Regions from separate parts of the Ovis canadensis genome. Here region 1 is linked to region 2. The links are chromatin contacts, called in public Hi-C maps. All regions are on one chromosome and are shown on one strand. The core of a region is the stretch at or near the end of the contact, and the rest is flanking DNA. Distances in the headings are between cores, read along the strand shown.

Region 1 (2,882 bases), core at 10-2,509, 95 kb after region 2:
ATTCGGGGAAGGACACAGATGAAAACAGCCAACGCAGAGAAGAATGAGTCTGGGAGGAGAAACCCAAACTGAAAATCCTAATCTCTGAATTAGCTTTGCATCTCCAGGAAATAACCACTCAATTTTTATCAAAGACATTTTCTCAGGAATGGCCAGAGACAGCATTTTTATATATGGAGTGACTTGATGTGAGCTCTAAATGAAAAGGATTTATGTCTACTCTGTAAACTATAAATATATAAAAAAACAACTGTTATTTATCATGAAATAGTTATCTTACTGTCCATGGTGGATACAACAGGTTGGTGAGTTGTATGAATTCCAATCCCCACCTGATGCACAGAGGCTGGAAAGATGACACCTCAGGAGCCCACCCCCTGCAGGGAAGATCTCAGATAAGGGCTTAGACCCTACTGGCCAGGAAGACTGGGCCAGATGTAGACTCCTGAGTTGTGGACGAGAGGCAGGGCACAGGGCATTCACTACGCTGAGACGGACGGAAGCAGAGACAAGGTGCTCCCGCTGCTGGAAACTGGTGGCAGCTTCGGACCGGGCCGGCAGCTTCCTGGTGTCAGGTTCCCATTCAGGGGAGGCAGCCACTCTCCTAGAAACCCAGCTGTGTGTGTGGTAACTTCCAGAGTTGTTTCTGGAGGCTAGGCCTGGGTCTGTTTCTCCAGAGGGGCCCCCAGCAATCCTGCAAGTCCCTTCTGCTTAAACCCACAAGGCTGCCATCTCCAGGAACATCAGAGTCCTGACTCACACATGAACCATCCCACCCCTAGCAACAGGAATGGTAACCATGCTCTGGAACAATATTGCAACTCCCTGTGGGGCAGTGGTTCTCCTGAGCTCTCCTGCACAATCGTGGCCAGTCTTCCCTGTGGTCTCCAAGCTGGAGCACAGACTCACGGACTGTCGTTTAGTTGCTCAGTCATGTCTGACTCTTTGTGACCCCATGGACTGTAGCCCGCCAGGCTCCCCTGTCCACGGGATTTCCCATGTAAGAATCTTGGAGTGGGTTGCCATTTCCTCCTCCAGGGGATCTTCCTGACCCAGGGATCAAACCCAGGTCTCCTGCATTGCAGGCAAACTCTTTACCGCTGAGCTACCAGGCAAGCCCCCAGACTCATGGAAGAGCCTCTTAAAGACAGACCGTCTGGGTCAATCTTCCTCATCCAGGGGATGTTAGCTTGTCACTTAACCTCCCTGTGCGTGAGCCAAGACACAGCCCAACTTCCGATTTCTAAATCACTGCTCTTTTTATTATATCAAATTGCTACAGCTGTTTTGCAAAAAGATGACTAATTTATGAGAATAGCTCAGAATACTTCTGGCAGCATATTTTAAAAAGGTCAATGGAAGTTTAAAATATTTATTTACTGATCTTTTTTGAAAGAAATCTGGCTACTTGGAAGCTTCCGTGGTTGAACTGACTTGTCTTTGATTCTCAAAGTTTCCTCCTGTTGCTCTGTAACGTGAGTAGGATAAATTTAGGAAAAACAGAACTTAAAACACACTTTAAATCACACTGCCCTACACTTTTGTATTTACCTTCTTTTGAGGTAAAATAAAAAAATCAGTTAACAAATGACTTTTCTGTGAAGTCAGTATCAGAGAGTCATGCACGGATGTGAGACTGGACCATAAAGAAGGCTGAGTGCTGAAGAATTGATGCTTTCGTATTGTGGTGTTGGAGAAGACTCTTGAGAGTCCCTTGGACTGCAAGGAGATCAAACCAGTCAGTCCTAAAGGAAATCAACTCTGAACGTTGATTGGAAAGACTGATGTTGAAGCTCCAATACTTTGACCACCTGATGCAAAGAGCCGACTCATTGGAAAAGACCTTGATGCTGGGAAAGATTGAGGGCAGGAAGAGAAGGGGACAACAGATGAGATGGTTGGATGGCATCACCAACTCAATGGACATGAGTTTGAGCAAGCTCTAGGAGATGGTGAAGGACAGGGAAGCCTGGAGTGCTGCAGCCCATGGGGTCACAAAGAGTTGGATATGACTGAGCAACGGAACAACATCATCAGGTGTTTCAGAAATTGGTAAGGTTTTTTGTTTTTTTTTTTTTTACATCAAATAGGGTTGGTTTTGGTTACCTTCCCTGTTTTGTCACATAGGACAAAATCAGATGGTGAACATGCAGAAAAAGTGCAATCAGGTTAGGTACAGGCAGAGGAAAACCTCTCATTTCTGTCCTGGCCATTCTCAGGAATGTGAGAAAGTGGGCACCTTCTTAGCCGTCTAGGTACATGATCTGCCTTCTCAGGGACTGGGGAGATTTAGGGCACCCGACAAAAGAAGGTTGTTTTAAAAAGCCCATGTTCATTTCACTCCTTGATAATTTAATAAGAATAAAATGGGGAATCCGACATTCTGCTGAGGTGTTCCCTTCAACTACTTAAGCTTCTATGTGATTCACAACATCAGATGATACAGGACTCGTTCCAAAGCCTAAGAGTAGCAAGGATGCTGGAACCACTTCCACCTCGCCTGCCTGCAGGGATGGTGGGCAACGCTCCGTACTTTGTCTGCTGGGCTGGGCCAGCAAGAAGTAGGGTGAGGAAACCCTGCAAGGAGTTTAAGTAGATTAGAGATGCTATGAGACTAAAGACCTACCCCATTATGTAACGGCTATGTGTGTGCATGTGTTTGCACATGTGTGCATGTGTGTGGGTATGTGCATGTGTGTGTCTTGGGAGCCACAAAGCAAAGCCTGAAATGAAGAATTACAGAACACAGTCATTAAGAATGCTGTTGATCTCATCAGCACTTTAATCTTAGGCAGGGACATCAGCTGTCTTCAGATGGTTTTGGATCAACCAGTAACAAGTACAGCAATAAACAAAATATGACCTCTCCTCTGTTCAGAGGA
Region 2 (2,700 bases), core at 149-2,648:
CTGTGACGGGTCAATCAAGGCTTGTGGGCACGGAATGACACCAGCTGATTTACATTTAAATGATCCAGTTGCTGTCAAGCCTGGATGGCAGGGGGCAACAGGGCAGACAAGACTGCAGGCTGTGGCAGCGTGGCCAGGGCGACAGGAGGAGACACCGAAGAGGCGACAGGTTCGAGATTTTGGATTTGGTGGCAAAATACAAAAATTCGTTGCTGGATTCTTGGTATATGGGAGGTGGTACGTAGGTACCACACAAGTTCTCAGAATGGGGCAGACTACAGAAAAGAAGAGGTACTGAGGGAAGGGGTCGGAGGGGTGCCTAAGACCACAGGTTCGTTTGGGTCAGCTGAAGCCTCAAATAGAGTTGGCATGCGGGCCGCACCTGCCGTGTGCGGGCACTCGGGTGGACGCGTTGGGCATGAGGCGGCGGTCAGCGCAAAGGAGGAGACCCGGCACCCCGGGAAGAGGGGAAAACGTTCAGGAAGAAGAGGCCCGCCTCGCTCCCCTCAGCCTGTGCGCACTTCTCCCCGCGCTCGCAACCTCGCAACCGGCAGCGCCGCCTCCACCTGCGCCCGACGCACGGACCCCACGACTCCGTCCACCCGGGTCCCCGTAGTCGAGGGACGCGCTGCAGCCCCTCACCTTGGCTCGCTTCAGCAGCTGGATGATCTCGGCTTCGGCGTCCCCGGCTGCAGCCCCGCCCGCGCCCCGTCGCTCCTGCTCCGCCGCCGCGGGCCTCGAGGACCAGGCGAGCGCTGCAGGAAGGGGCACTGAGGTCACCGTGCTCAGCCCAACCAGCCCGGCCCGCCCGGCCCGCCGGCCTGCACCCCTCACCTGCCAGCAGCGGCAGTAGGCCCGAGCCTCGGCCGCGCGGCGCCCCTCGGCACGGCGGCGCCCGAACTCCCGGCGGCCCGGGCAGCAGGCACACCGGGTAGCAGCGGCCCCGCCGTTCCGCCACCCGCAACAGACCTCCGGCCAGGCCCACAGCCAGACGCCGGTACATGGCCCCCAGAGCGTCCTCTGCGCACTGCGGCCACGGGCTCCGGAAGTCCCGCCCCTGGCGCCGAACGCCCGCCGACTGGCCGGACCGCCCGCATGCGCCGGGACGCAAGTCTACGTCACCTCGCCTTCCTCCCCTGCCCCGGAGAACGCGGGACCGCCATGGCGGCTCCGACTGGGCCTCTCACGCTACCAGCTGTGGTGGAGGAGCTGCTGAGCGAGATGGCGGCGGCTGTGCGGGACGGCGCGCCGAGTATGGGCGGGGGCGCGGGAAGCAGCGCCGGCGGGACGGGGTTCGGGGGTCCGGGCCCACTGGGGAGGTCTCCGCCCTCTTAACTCGCCTGTAGCCCTTCCTTCCCGCGGTCTGTGTTTGTTCCAAACGGTTCCCCTCCTGACCTCTGTGCACGAGTGACTGTTTCAGGGCCCCAGATGCAGGACTTGAGGGGTCTGGACGCTGTGGCTGTGCCTTTATTCCTCTGACCAGCAGAGGACGCTCTGTGACCAGACTCCCCTGGCCGCAAGCGCACGGGGCCAGAGCGCGTCCCCGTTAGAGCTGGCGCCACCGCCGCCATCTGAATGACCATCCAAAACATCGGTTAGGCTTCAGTGAACCTTGCTGGTTCACTTGGGCGGCGTTTGTTTGCAAAGGACCGCACTTTGAAAAGGATTTACCTTGACTTGTTTTTTAAAGAATTGAGAGGAGGAAGCCAACTTTTCTCATTTCAGTTAAATCTAAAGCAGTACATGTGCTTAAAAGATGAGGCGAGCCAGGTATTCGAACATCCTCTAATCCCAAAAAGCTTGGGGGAGAAACCAGTCTGTTGACAGCTCAAACATTGGTTGCCAGAAAGGGTTGTGTGTGAAGAGCACAGTGTGAGAGTCTTGAAGGGGGCGCCCCTGAGGCTTGGGGCTCATAGAGACTACTATCACCGATTCACGTTTTTCAGAGCCATTTTCTTCTAGTTAAAAATCTTTGTTCTTAGACAGTCATACACTCTTCCTGAGCCCCCTCCTTCGACGATAATTTTCTTTAGATCAGTATTCTGAGTTTACACTTATATGATGTAAAATATAGTCACAGCTGAGCCATGTAGTAAGTGATGACTACTTCTTTACTGTAACTTTTTGTTTCCTCTCAAAACTGTCATGATTGCATTTGTTTGGTTGTTTACTTTTCTATATGTTTATCCCTAATTCAATAACTTCCTTTTAGCTCAGATGGTAAGGAATCTGCCAGCAATGTAGGAGACCCAGGTTTGATCCCTGGGTCAGGAAGATCCCCTAGAGAAAGAAATGGCAACCCACTCCAGTAGTCCTGCCTGGAGAATTCCATGGACAGGAGCCTGGCGGGCTACAGTCCATAGGGTCGAAAAGAGTCAAACATGACTAAGTGGCTAACACAAACACACACACATCCATAATTCAACTTCAAACTCTTAGCAGTGTTCTGAATCCTCTACTCAAGATGCTGAGGTGTTTTGTCCATTTCATTTTCTTCTAGAGCTTCCAGGGTGCTCTCCTGAGATCTCCCCCACCATTACTGTCTAGGGAATTCCCTTTACCTACTTTGAGCCTTAATGTTTTGTATACTGTACAGTTTTCTTTTTCTCAGTTTACTGTCTTATTTTATAGAGCACATATTCTCCTGTCCTGAGACTTAATTGATAGTTTGGCTAGGTGTTATTGAATTATATGTTGGAA

Evidence for each region. Hi-C and Micro-C count contacts between places; a contact is called where the count stands out from the background.
Region 1: a contact with region 2 is called in a Hi-C map of fibroblasts, with 3 times the contacts expected there. The contact joins the enhancer-like site here to the promoter of TTC19 in region 2. A contact is called at or near these places in 2 of 2 Hi-C or Micro-C datasets (fibroblasts and lung).

Annotation. Positions count from the first base shown.
Region 1 is chr11:42,005,587-42,008,468 of ARS-UI_OviCan_v2, forward strand. The region is part of intron 7 of SPECC1 (sperm antigen with calponin homology and coiled-coil domains 1); the gene reads right to left. Among named protein-coding and RNA genes, the nearest start is that of ADORA2B, 64 kb to the left of the region's middle. Within about 2 kb of position 1,260, the one cell type or tissue checked has open chromatin away from gene starts, as enhancers often do. A contact at or near this core is called in fibroblasts, where this site is marked.
Region 2 is chr11:41,910,036-41,912,735 of ARS-UI_OviCan_v2, forward strand. It overlaps TTC19 (tetratricopeptide repeat domain 19), which reads right to left and starts at 1,399. Exons shown (of 10, transcript XM_069603434.1): 1 at 835-1,399; 2 at 643-755. The coding sequence starts at 1,003. It overlaps ZSWIM7 (zinc finger SWIM-type containing 7), which reads left to right and starts at 1,100. Exons shown (of 5, transcript XM_069603442.1): 1 at 1,100-1,252. The coding sequence starts at 1,162.